2 separate regions of the Oryctolagus cuniculus genome follow, and region 1 is linked to region 2. Evidence: chromatin contacts called from public Micro-C data. All regions are on one chromosome and are shown on one strand. Each heading gives the region's core, a stretch centred on a gene start, on an enhancer-like site or on the middle of the called end of the contact. The rest is flanking DNA. Distances are from core to core; before and after follow the strand shown. Region 1 has its middle 10 kb from the start of ABCA4. Region 2 has its middle 70 kb from the start of ARHGAP29.

Evidence for each region. A called contact is a pair of places that touch in the nucleus more often than the background predicts.
Region 1: a contact with region 2 is called in a Micro-C map of ear pinna, with 4 times the contacts expected there. The contact joins two enhancer-like sites. A contact is called at or near these places in 2 of 6 Hi-C or Micro-C datasets (ear pinna and an unstated tissue).

What each region holds. Positions count from the first base shown.
Region 1 is chr7:76,528,116-76,534,680 of mOryCun1.1, reverse strand. No RefSeq gene overlaps it. Among named protein-coding and RNA genes, the nearest start is that of ABCA4, 10 kb to the left of the region's middle. Within about 2 kb of position 3,965, at least 1 of the 8 cell types and tissues checked has an H3K27ac peak or open chromatin away from gene starts, as enhancers often do. A contact at or near this core is called in ear pinna, where this site is marked.
Region 2 is chr7:76,344,562-76,350,952 of mOryCun1.1, reverse strand. No RefSeq gene overlaps it. Among named protein-coding and RNA genes, the nearest start is that of ARHGAP29, 70 kb to the left of the region's middle. Within about 2 kb of position 3,817, at least 4 of the 8 cell types and tissues checked have an H3K27ac peak or open chromatin away from gene starts, as enhancers often do. A contact at or near this core is called in ear pinna, where this site is marked.

The sequences.
Region 1 (6,565 bases), core at 2,716-5,215, 180 kb before region 2:
ACGATTATACCAAACTAAGAATAATCTCTGAAATATTAAATAAAGTGATAACAAAATATATACAATATTCTTTGCAGACTTGATGAAACTGTAATCCCAGAACTTTGTGTTTACCTTAAATATCTACAGCTCAATTCATTTATTAGTCAACTTTGCCTGCTCTCCTATGTTAACATGGTCCTATGTGGCTCACAGCTCATGTGTCGCTTTGATTTGGCTGGTCATTGTAGTGAAAATGGCATGGCCGTTTTTCACTTTGCCTTGCGGAAACATTTACACAATGCCATGAAAGAGATCCAGGCTCCTTTACTAATTGTTGTGGAACAGAAATTAATGACCAGACTCATAGAACTGAAGAAATCAGTGGTATTGCAAAATCACTGGCCCCAGCTGAGAAATAAATTGTATTTTACCAAGTGAACCTCTCCTAGAAGAATTCTCACATCGCTTGGAGCCAGTTAATCTTGCCTGCGAGAATTCTGGACTCCAGGTTGTTGTTATGGTTGGGTTACCTGTGGACATTGCATTTTAGTATGTGAAAAGAATGCTGTTTGATAAATATTCACCTGAACATTTCTACAAGCTTCTGTCTTGCTTAGTGATAAGAAACACTTACAGCTTTTACGTCTAAGCAATCTCTGCCGAAACACCCCTCCAAACACGGCAGAGCAGCACTGGGGGACAGAGATAGGATGGAAAATGGGGAGCTCATAGTTTTAAAAGCAGGTCCATGAATGTTCATCACTCACCTCTTTTAAGAGAAAAATCTGGAAATTTATCAAATACGAAGGCAGAACAATGGATAATTGAATGGTGGCACATCTTAATGAAGTCTCTTATAGCAATAAGCGTGCACAAATTACATCTGTAAAAATGTGGATAATTGTCCCTTACACATTGCTGAAGGAAAGAAGCCTGACACCAAGCATTTGTAGCTGACATCCACATGAAATACAATACAGGCAGAACTCCCCTGTGCTGTCGGGGGTCACGCTGGTGGTTACTGGGTGGAACGCGGTGTTTAGAAAGGGGGCACCAGAGATGTTTCTGGAGGTGTCTTTTTGATCGGTGCGCTAGTTACTTGGGTGTATTCCATTTGTGAGGATTGCAACCTGCATGCTTACAATCTGTGCATGTCTCTGGATGTATGCATGCTGTACGTCATGGTGTTTTTGAAAGTCAGTGAAGGCAGAGGGACAGTGCTGTGGATGACTTGGTTAATCCTCCGCCTGTGGCGCCGGCATCCCATATGGGCACTGGGTTCTAGTCCTGGTTGCTCCTCTTCCAGGCCAGCTCTCTGCTATGGCCCGGGGAAGGCAGTGGAGGATGGCCCAAGTGCTTGGGCCCCTGCACCCGCATGGGAGACCAGGAGGAGGCACCTGGCTCTTGGCTTTGGATCAGCGCAGTGCCAGCCATAGCGGCCACTTGGGGGGTGAACCAACGGAAGGAAGACCTTTCTCTCTGTCTCTCTCTCTCTCTCTGTCTATAACTCTACCCGCCAAAGGAAGGGAGAGAGGGAAGGAAGGCAAAGAGCCCGGTGCAGGATGCAGAGAGGTGACAGGAAGCGTGTGGGAGAGGGGTACTCTGGGAGCTGCATAGAGATGTTTCGAGAAGGGGGAGTTATTCTGTAGTACCGAGAGACTCTGGAAAGCTCAAGGAGGGTGAAGGCTGAAAGTTGCCCTCGGAGCTTTAATGGAAGGCAGCAATCAGAGAGCGGAGGGCAAGAGTGAGACACAGAGAGCATGGCTGCTCTTTCAAGTAGCTCGAAAGGGAGCAAGGGAGACAGAGCTCCAGGGAACAAGGGGTCATGGAGGTCTTCATTTCCTTTAAGACAGAAAAGACTTGGCCAGGCCAGTGTGTGGGAAAGAAACCCTTGAAGGAGAGCAGCAAGGTTCCTGGGAGATGATTGATGAGTCCCCCCCCCCCCCAGGGTGGGGGGAATTAGCCTCAGGCAGGGGAAGGGGCACCTTGCATTCCACACACTTGGTGGGGGGGAGGGGATGGAGAGGCCAGGAAGGCGCAGGTGCACACTGACGCAGGGAGCAGTGGCCAGCAGTGGCTCGGGTCTCAGCCGTGGTCTGGGAAGTCAATGAGGGCACTGAGTGAGATGACATGAAAATATGTCATGAATTATGAATCAGCAACAATGTGGAGATTTACTGTCTCATCGTCCCTTTGCCTGCCTTTGGTCTTTTTCTTCAAGCAATGCTCATGCTTATTCAGTCATTTATAATGGAGAATAATGGGTGCACAGTGTGTAGAGATCTTAGGGGGCAAATTATTCATCGACCACCCACCCTCTCCCCCCTCCCCGGACACACACACATTCACTGTTACATTCATCTAATTTGTTGAAAAATTACAGGTGAGGAGTTGTTCAGTTCAGCTTCCCCACTGAACCCAATCACCAGGGCCAGCCGACAAAATGTGTGTTAGAGATTCTTTCCCCAGATACACTTGCTTCTGGTCCAGGAGAGCCGGACCTGCTCAGAGGCCCATTGGTTGCTGGGCAGGTGAGGGGGGGCTTGGGGTCGCGTCCTCCACCAGATCCTGTGGGTTTCCTTGTGCTCCTCTCTCTCTCGCTGGTGTTGCTCTTTTTCCCTCATCTGCGTACTCCACCCAACCCCCTGTCAAAGGCAGATCAGTTTGGGGATATGATAGATATGGAAATTAGAGACCTAGAAATGCTGGATGTCAGGAGGTGGTGGAGGCCACACGACTCTGCCTGCAGAATAAGGCTCAATCACGCTGCTAACAAAAAGGAGGAGGCAGGTCCCTCTTCCAGGTGCACTGGATACACTCACTTCCAAAGCTGTCTAGTTGTGCTGACTTGATGTTCAGAAAACCCCTGGAGTCCAGGGATTTTACATATCCTGGGCATTAGGCACAAAAAGCGGTACTTGCCAGATAAGGGTTTTAGGAGATGCCAGGGAGTGTTTCATAGCAGGCTTATCACGGGAGCCTCGGTGAGGGTAAGCAGAGACTGACAAAACCTGGGGAACCTCAACCCCAGGCCAGGCCCTCCATTCCTGACTCTCAGGGCATCCCGGGCTCGGCTGTGCTTGTGTATCAGGAGCCAGGCATTCCAAGAGGTGCTGGCTAGAAGCAAGTCACACAGCCAAGTCACAAATTTTAGCAGATAGAAAGGATAGTCTGATGTGCAAAATAATTGTTGAGAATCGGGGACCCGGTCTAGCTGAGAACAAGCTCTCTGCAGTGACTGATTTTGTGTGAATGAGATAAATAATAGTAGTGATTAGGGTTTTTGTGTGGAAGCTGCATGCTGACCTGCAAGGGAGCCTCTGCCCTGGGAAATCTGTGATCAGGAGATTGGACATGAACTCATCACAGACCCAGGACTTGCAAAACTTTCAACAGCAGGTGCAAAGTTTGCCTTCTGGGGCAACCTCACAGCAAATCCACATACAGGATCAGGAGCTCTCCTCCAATGTACCCACTAAATGGTAAAACCAAACAATGGCCAAAAGTGGTGCCAGTTTTTCAGCTACTGTTTGACCTTGAGCATGGAAAAAACAAGGAGAATGGAAACTACTTAGGCAGCAGTTTGTGGGGAGCTGGAAGTGGCGTGGGAAACTATTTCACATGGTTCTTGCCTACTCAGCCTGACTAAGAGAGCTTGTGGTTTGTTGTCAGATTCCTTCAGCTGGATGTGTCAAAGGGAGAAATACCTCTCTTGAGTGAGAGGAGGCTCGCTCTCCTAACAGCTCCATAGCAATGACTCATATCATTGCCAGTCCTGGGTTTCCTCCTCTCCTCATAGGATTGGGAGCTGGGAAGTGGGACAGAGAAAAGGCCCATAAGCTGAGCTACAAATTGTGTGAGCATTGCATGAGCATTTTTGCTAACAAACACACTCAAAATCACCACGGTAGCAGTGAAGTCCAAGCAGACACCACAGCAACCAGCCCAGTAGCACTCATGAATGGCTTGCAAGTAGTTTCTGTCCCTATAGGTTTAGGAAATGTTTGAGAGAGAGACAGAGATAGAGACAGAGAGACAGAGAATGATCTTCCATCCACTAGTTCATCCCCCATCTGCCCCCGTAACAACCAGGGCTGACTCAAGCTGAAGCCAGGAGCCCAGAACTCGATCCGAGTCTCCCATGTGAGTGGCAGGGGCCCAAGCACTTCCCATGCTGTGCATTAGCAGGAAGCTGGAACAGCGAGCAGAGCTGGGACTTGAACCCAGGCACCTGGATAGGGGATGCGGACGTCCCATGTGTTGGCTTAACCACCGTACCCAACACCTGCGTTTATCAAATTCTGAGATTCCTTTACTTCTTTATGGGGCTAAATTAGTTTAGAAGTACTAGTCCTTGAGCTCAATCAATGAGGATCTGGATGCGTGAACTATAGTGTTCTGTGGAATGTCACGGTCCTTGGAACCAGATAAGACTGGGTTCAGAGCTGAAGTTTCTCATTTTTCTAAGTGATTGCTGGTGACCCTTTAAACCTCTCCAAGTTTTAAAAATCAGCTTGTTGCTGGGGCTGGCACCATGGCGCAGTAGGTTAATCCTCTACCTGCGTCGCTGGCATCCCATATGGACGCTGGTTCTAGTCCCGGCTACCCCTCTTCCAATCCGACTCTCTGCTATGAGCTGGGGAAGCAGTAGAAGATGGCCCAAGTCCTTGGGGCCCTGCACCCGCATGGGAGACCGGGAAGAAGCACCTGGCTCTTGGCTTTGGATCGGAGCAGCTCTGGCCGTGGCGGCCATCTGGGGATTGAACCAGCAGATGGAAGACCTCTCTGTCTCTGTCTCTCCCTCTCACTGTCTGTAACTCTAACTCTCAAATAAATAAATAAATAAAATCTTAAAAAAACCATCAGCTTGTTGCTATCAAAATGATGAGGGAAAATGTCTGCATTAAATGGGCACTTCTGGAGGAGCTCTTCAAGAAAATACAGGAAGTGATGTGTCCTTATTTTCTCTCCACTGCTGTTTAAGTTGTTGGATTACATTTGGACGAAGATTGGACGTGAGTTGTGGCAGTTCCTTAACGTAGAGGGCAACACTGCTGTTTTCGGAGGCCTGATCAAGTCAACATCGATTTCTCAAGAAGGCCTCGAGATGCCGTGTTAAGTGAAAGCTCTGTCATCAAAGACAAAACAAACCTCGCAGGGAAGTGGTTATCACTGGCTTTGAGCCTTGAGCAGCCAACTTGCCGCTGGAGAATGACAAACACGCAGGGCTGAGCTGAGGAATCCATCCCGCCGGGGCTGTTCCAAACTCTCCCCAGAGCGCCCGGCTTTCCCTCTGAAAGATGTCGGATCCAGGCGTTTAAGACACCAACAGTAAATTCTCACTTTTCAAAGTACAGCGGGCCCTCCGTATCCCTGGGTTCACATCTGCACTGAACGTGTGCACACAATGTGCATTTTCAAGTTTGCAGAAAAATGGAGTTCAAGGATAAGCTTATTTTGGTTATAAAAACGCTGAATTCCATGCATAGTTTTTTTCATAATTCATGTTTTCCATGAGCTCTTTGGAGTTTGTAACAACTATTTATATTGTATTAGGTATGACAGGTACTCTAGAGAAGTTTTGAAGTATACAGGAGGATGTGTAGGTTATATGCAAATACCACACCATTTTATTTTTTGTATCATTTTAATTAATGTATTTGAAAGGCAAAATGACAGAGAGAGAAGGACACACACACACACACACACTCACAAAGAAAGAGAGTGAGAGAGAGAGAGGTCTTCTATCTTGTAGTTCATTCCCTAAATGGCTTCAATGGCAGAGGCTGGGCCAGGCTGAAGCCGGTAGCCTGGAACTCCATCCAGGTCTCCCATGTGAGTGTAGGGGCCCAAACACTTGGACCATCTTCTGCTGTCTTCCCAGGCACATTAGCAGGGAACTGGATCAGAAGTGGGGCAGCTGGGAGTAGAACCAACAAACATAAGAGATGCCAGCATCACAGGTGGGGGCTGAACCCACTGCAGCACAATGCTGGCCCCTACATACTGTCCCATTTTATATAAGATAATCAAGCAGTCACACAGATCCTGGTACTGGGTCGTGGTCCCAGAACCAGTTTCCCGTGGACACCGAGGGAGGACTCTAGGGACTCATGCCCTGTGTAGAAGGTGCAGCCCATTTGGATCTTCTACAAAATACAGGATGGAAAAGCGTGTGTCTTAGGGAAGGGCTAAAACAACCCTTTGGCTCAAATGGCCATTCCTGTGGGGCTGGTGCATTGAACCAGTGGGGAGGGGTACGGGGTGATCACAGGGGACAATGTCAACAGACCCCTTGACCAATATTACTGTTGTTGAAGACGCGAGGAGATCAAAAGAGATTATTAAGAGAGCCTGGCAAACTCCTCTGAGATAAGTCTTTGTTGTCAAACACACCAAACTTTTGTCAGTATCTCCTAAGATTGTTTGCCTGCTACTTCTACTGTGTTGACCGTATTCATGGAACATGTACACTTCGCTTATTGGATTGATTTTAGTGTTTCTGTGCTTAGCTGAATCCTAGGCAATAATCTGGGATAGTGCAGGTTTCTTCTATTTTTTCTAGAATACTTCAGAGCACAGA
Region 2 (6,391 bases), core at 2,568-5,067:
CGTTTCGGCCATCTGGGGAGTGAACCAGCAGATGGAAGACCTCTCTCTCTGTCTCTACCTGTCTCTGTAACTCTTTCAAATAAATAAAATAAATCTTTATAAAAAAATCCTTAAATTTTTCCCCATATTACCCCCATGTTTGGGGAGTATCTCCTGACGGGGTTGAAGGCATACTATCCTAAATCATGGCACCTTGGCATTTGAGGAATCTGCAGAAACAGGAGGCTCCCACCTTGCTCCTTGCCCTTCTTCACTGGAGCAAATCTTACAGCCCTCATTCCAGCAGTGCCCACGGCACCCTTGAGGACAGGAAAGTCCTGTCTCTGCAGACACAGGCACACAGAGAAAAATCGGAGCAAACAGGCTCCCCACCCCAGCTTCTCACCCCTACATCAGATCCCGTTTGTGCCTCATGCTTCCCCATCACCATCCACTTATTCATCAAACTTAGCTTGAAAATATCCAAGTTTCTCTGTTTCTTGGGGTCTTCATTACCAAAAGCCACCATGTCATGGAAAACTCTTACTAAGTAAAGGTGGATGTTTTTCTCCTATAAGTCTGTCTTACATTGTCAGTGCCTCAGCCATTAACATAGCAATGGGTAAGAAATTTTTCCTCCCCTACACTGCAGTTTATTCTCTTTTTAAAAACAGATTTATGGCCGGCGCTGCGGCTCAATAGGCTAATCCTCCACCTGCGACGCCAGTACACCGGGTTCGAGTCCGGGTTGGGGCACCGGATTCTGTCCTGGTTGCTCCTCTTCCAGTCCAGCTCTCTGCTGTGGCCCAGGAAGGCAGTGGAGGATGGCCCAAGTGCTTGGGCCCTGCACCCGCATGGGAGACCAGGAGAAGCACCTGGCTCCTGCCTTCGGATCAGCGCGGTGCGCTGGCCGCAGCAGCCATTGAAGGGTGAACCAACGGAAAAGGAAAACCTTTCTCCCCGTTTCTCTCTCTCACTGTCCACTCTGCCTGTTAAAAAAAAAAAAAAAGATTTATTTATTTATTTGTTCATTTGAACAGCAGAGTGGCACGGTGGGCAGGGGAGGCAGGGAATGAAAGACAGAGAGTGATCTTCCATCTGCAGGTTCCTCTCCATATGGCTGCAACAGCAGGGGTTGGACCACGTTGAAGCCGGGAGCCAGGACCTCCATCCTGGTCTCCCACATGAGTGGTAGGAACCCAAGTACTTGAGCCGTTTTCTGCTGTTTCCCAGGCCCATTAGTGGGGAGCTGCCTCGGAAGTGGAGTAGCCCAGATTAGAACCAGTGCTCCTAAATGGGATGCTGTTGTCCCAAGAGATGGTGCCACTGGCTACACCACAGTGCCTGCCCCCAGAGGATATTGTTATTGCTATGTGCTCAGAAAATGTCATAAAAATGATTTATTAATGCAATGCATCCTCTTTTCAACAAGCTTCTTAGGTGACTATCAAAATCATGCAATATAATAAATAAAAGTGCACAAAATAGAAGAAACAAAGCAAAGAGACAAGGATGGGGTGGTGAAGTGAAGCCAGAAGCAAAGCCACCACACAGAATTGCCAACCCTATGAACTCAAGCTAAAGAGGAACCACAAATTTGGCTCTGAGCCGTGAGGAAGCAGACTGGCGATAGGATCCACAGGTTTTACAGATGCGTTTCAGGGGCTCAGGAGCCTCAAGACCTGAACAAAGTTTCTCCCGCGCCTTCTCCAAAAGGACACTGAGGTCGTGCGTGCCGCTGGGAGCCAGTGAGTTCCCACCAGCTGCTGCTTACGGTGTCGCTCAGGCAGCCTTCATTCAGTCAAGTGTCAGAGTGAGGTCCTGGACAAAGGGACACAGTTCAGATGTGAGGCTCTTCAGTGACCAGATTTGATCCAGGGCTAAAGCTCAAGTCTGCGGGAGAAAGATGGACCGCATCCTCCCCAACTGTTCTTTCCTCCAGTCAAGCTTCCGCGAGATCTGAGATACATCACGCGGCAGACACCCGCCGTGTCCTGACTCTGTTTTCCTGATTCGTTGCGTAGCTCCACCTAGGAGCCTGGGCATCCTCTTGTGAAAACAAAGGTTCCCAGTCCGGGCTGGCAACTGCTAGGAGCAACCTCTACCAAGAGGCAGAGGCAGGGGTATGCACGGGCAGGGGCCAGAGTTCCTTCAGAAAAGCAACAAAACAACAACAGCAGCAACAACAAAACAGCCCCTCTGTGCTCTAGCAGGACAATAAATGGAGAGCCCAGCTCCCGCGGAGCACGGCCAAGGTGTGCAACACAAATAAGCCTCCCAGAAACTCTTACTTCCCAGTCCAGGATGAATTCACACCTCTCTTCTCCTGTTGGGTTGTTTCCATGACATATCTCCCCACCCACTAGAGTAGAGAGTGGAGCATTGACTTAAAAAATGAAATTAACCTGCAGAGAAAAAGTCATTTTTGGATTAATGACCAGGCTGTTGGCTGAGTGTTTGATTTGGCTCCTTCCCCATCCAGTCCCAGGCAGGTCACTCCACAGAGCTTTCTCCAACTACAGCATGATTTTGTTTTTTAGAAAATATGTACACTTGGTAAGGAGTCCAGGTGAGTTAGACTTCGGGTATGCATTATTCAGAGAGCGAAAGTATTTTCGGCACTGCTTGAAGTGTTTGTACCTACCTGACAATGCATGAAGCACTCAACACAGTAATCTTACTGTTTTGGCTGTTGTTTTTACCATTACTCATGCTGGATGACTGCGGGGGAGGAAAAAAAAACTTAATGATGATCTTGTGTGTGTGAATTATTTTTAGGTTTTCGGTCTGGGATGAACGCGCCGAACAATCTGTCATGTGGGTACAAATATTTTCATAGACACGAATCCAAATACCACAAAACCGCCACCACGGCTCAGGTTCCACAGGTCTTTTTCTCGGGCAGACGTTTTATTAAATGTGAATATCCTTAAACTATGAGAACCTCCACAAGACCTTGAGAAGAAAACACACAGACCCCTACAAAAATTAAAAAGATGGTCAGGAGAACTCCCCCGGGGAGCTAATTTCTAGGGAGAAAGAAAGAACTTTGTGTTTTTGGATTTTGTTGCCATCCTAAGCAGTATACAAAAGGAATCAAAGTGACAAGTTGGGTCCCAGCCCTGCTGTAGCACGGCTGGTGGCTGATAAGGCGCCCCGGAGCCCGGTGGGAGTCAAGTTTCAGCCCTGTCAGGTGTAATCAGAACCCAGGTCCTAAAACAAAGGCCTGTACTCTGCTTCCTTAGCCCAAGAATCACTTCTGCACGGCTGAAATGAAACAGCTTGGCAGCCTAGAGCTAGTGTGATTGTGTCATCTTCCCTCCCTTCACATTCCCCAATTAATGGTATTTTTTTTTTTTTGTAAGCATGGTTGGTGATTGTAGAAAATTCAGGAGAATTTCCCTTGCTGGGTTTTCTCCAGAAGATCAAAATGAGGGTTACGTGAAGCCAAATGCTGCTTGGGCGTCAGGGTGATGAGGGGGACAGAGGACAAGTCCTGGCCGCTTCCCCCAACGGCGCTGCTGGGACCGTTCCCGGCCCAGGGCGGCGGGCAGCGTGCACACGGGCCCTGGGTGACAGTGGCCTCCAGTGGGCGGGCTTGCACGCAGCTGCCTCAGAGGAATGGACTGGAGCGATGGGCAGGCTCGGGCCAGCGCGGGAAGCCGGGCTCCGGGGTCACCGCGAGCCGGTGCGGAGCTGAAGCGCGCTCAGAAAGAGCCCCGGAGGTGCTGCCATAGGGAGAAGGTGGCAACTGGAGGAAATGACAACCCCGGAGTGTGGGAAGACGACAATTAGCCCAGGCAGAGGCGCAGGAAGGAATACAGAATGCATTACAATGGGAGGAACCGGGGCCGCGAGCTGAGCCGGCCGGGCCAGGGGCTCCCGGGGCGAGACGCTGCCTTAGGAATGCCGGCTTCTTAGAGCTTCTCGGAGCTTTTTTGTGTTGTTGCTGCGGCTCCTAATTTAACCCCTTCACACCTCGGAGGGGCGAATTCTAAGGCCGACGTTTCTATTTGTGCAGCTTAGAGGTTGTCCCGTGAATATTAGCAATTCCAGACAAGAATGCCTGCACAGTTAGAAAAACTCATCTTCCCTCCGCGCCCCACCCCCAACCCCGTGCCCACAAAATGATGAGAGTTTAAGCTTGGATTGCGAAGCAAAATGTTTCCACTGGAGACATTAGAAGAAATACTCAAGGCGGTATTGATGAGCAAGTGTAGGTGATTTGACACCATGAGCAAAGTATTCATGCAAAGGCAATGACTTTCTAAGAGGAAAACATGTACATGTTTAAAGACCATTTCAATGACTACCAAGATTACCTAGCAGGGCAAAGCGTTCGATACCCAGGAGTGGATTGAAGTGTGATTGTTTTGTGAAAATAAGAACTTATTTTTCAAATCGATGTGTTTATCACACATGAATATCAGCACGAGGGACAAAGCTTTTCAGTGAGCCCCAAATGAACTTGTTTGTTTTTCACTTTCATCCTGAAAGTCAATTGGCAGAGAAAGGAAGCCGGGCCTTAATCACCCACGATGCTAAAAGCTTGGAGAGAAAGGAAGGAAAGGCAGTGCTGCAGCTGAGAGTGGGGGCGGGGGCAGCGAGGGGATGCTAAACAGGATTAGAAGAACCAGATACCATTACAAAGGACTGGTGGCCCGGGCAAAGTGGATAATAAAGCAAATTAAAGATTCTTAAAAGTCCCCTGTGTCCAGGAAATGAATCCACTGCTCAGACGAATAAGCGAAGCGGCATCACGTGGAAGAGAATGACTAAATAGCCACGGGAGAGACACAAGGCTCCCAACTCTGGAAGACAGACCACAAGAAAGAAGGAAGAGGGAGGAGGTTCTGAGACAGCACCGAGAGGGTGTAAAAGTGCACTGAGAAGCCTCTAGAGCATAGTGCAAGAAGCAGGGCCTGGAAAAAGCCACAGCAATAAAAGATTCCCTAATTACTTTCAAGTGACTGCAGGTGAGGGAGCAGGTTCAGGGACTTGAAGAATTAAACTACGTTTTATTTTCATTTATTTTAGTTTGATGTTTTGGTCTTGCCCTCTTGAGGCCAATAAACATGTATCAGAAATAGAAACAATGTCAGCAGAGTGATAAATGAAAGGCAATTAGGAATTCCCCTCCAATAAATCCAGAGGATTCCAGAAGAGACAACCCCCGAGTGGGAAGAGAGGGCTGCAGAGGTTAGCGAGGCCCCTGGGAGATGCCAGGCGGAAGTCAGAGCCCAGGAAATCCAGTACCTTTCAGGCAGTGAGCCGCGCCCCAGGCGGAAGCTTGCTAGGCTTTCCCTTGGAACTCAGGAGCAATTGCCATGTTTAAAATGTTTGCATTTATTTTTAATTATTTGAAAGGGAGATAGAAAGAGAGAGAGAAAGAGAGAGACTCTGTCTGTTGGTTCACTCTCCAAATGCCTGCAACAATCAGAGCTGGGCTAGGCCAGCGTCAAGAGTCTGGAAGTCAACTTTCATCTCTCAAGTGTACTTCGGGGACGCAAGCACCTGGGCCATCACCTGCTGCCTCCCAGAGGTGCACATTAACAGGAAGCTGGATTTGGAAGCAGAGCTTGGACTCAAACGCAGACACTCGGATAAGGGCACTCCCAGCAGCATCTTAACCACTCTGCCACACGCCCACTCCCAGACGTTTAAAGTACATACTGGTATACAGCAACGAGGGTAAAATTACCAAATACCTGGGAGTTCCACAAACAAGCAAAGCAGCCTCTTGATTAAAATCCTAATAGAGGATTTCTACATTTTGTTCACCACACTAAGACTAATAAGGAAGCATTTGTCAGCATTGCCAACATATTCTGCGAAAAGGAATTAACATCTGGGGAGAAAGTGATTGATGAACTGGGCGAGATTAACCCAACATCCTCAAGGAGCTGACTCAGGGCACACACACAGATGCTTGGGCATCTGTGACAGGAGGACCAGAGGCTCTTCCCCACAGTCGCTGTATGGTGCTTGCTGATCCAAAGAATCCCCATCTCAGATTTATTCAAAATGAGAAGTCATCACCAAGAGGGCACCCAAGAAGCAGTCTTGGGGAGCTGATGGAATGAATCATTCGCTGGGCAATAGGGTGATTCCGATCCAGGGACAGCCTCTGAGGAGGCCCAGAGCCAGGAGGGGGAGTCAGACTGAGGAATCGTGAGCAGGGCTCATGGGCACTCTTGGTAGGAGGCATCAGGAAAGGCAGGTGTTTTAGGAGGGTAGGTTTTTTTTTTTTAATATTTATTTTATTTATTTGAAAGAATTACAGAGAGAGAGGCAGAGAATGAGTGAGCTAGAGAGGCTTTCCATCCACTGGTTCACCCTCCAAATGGATGCAATGGCCAAAGCTGAGCCGATCCAAAGCCAGGAGGCAGAAGCCAGATCTCCCACATGGGTA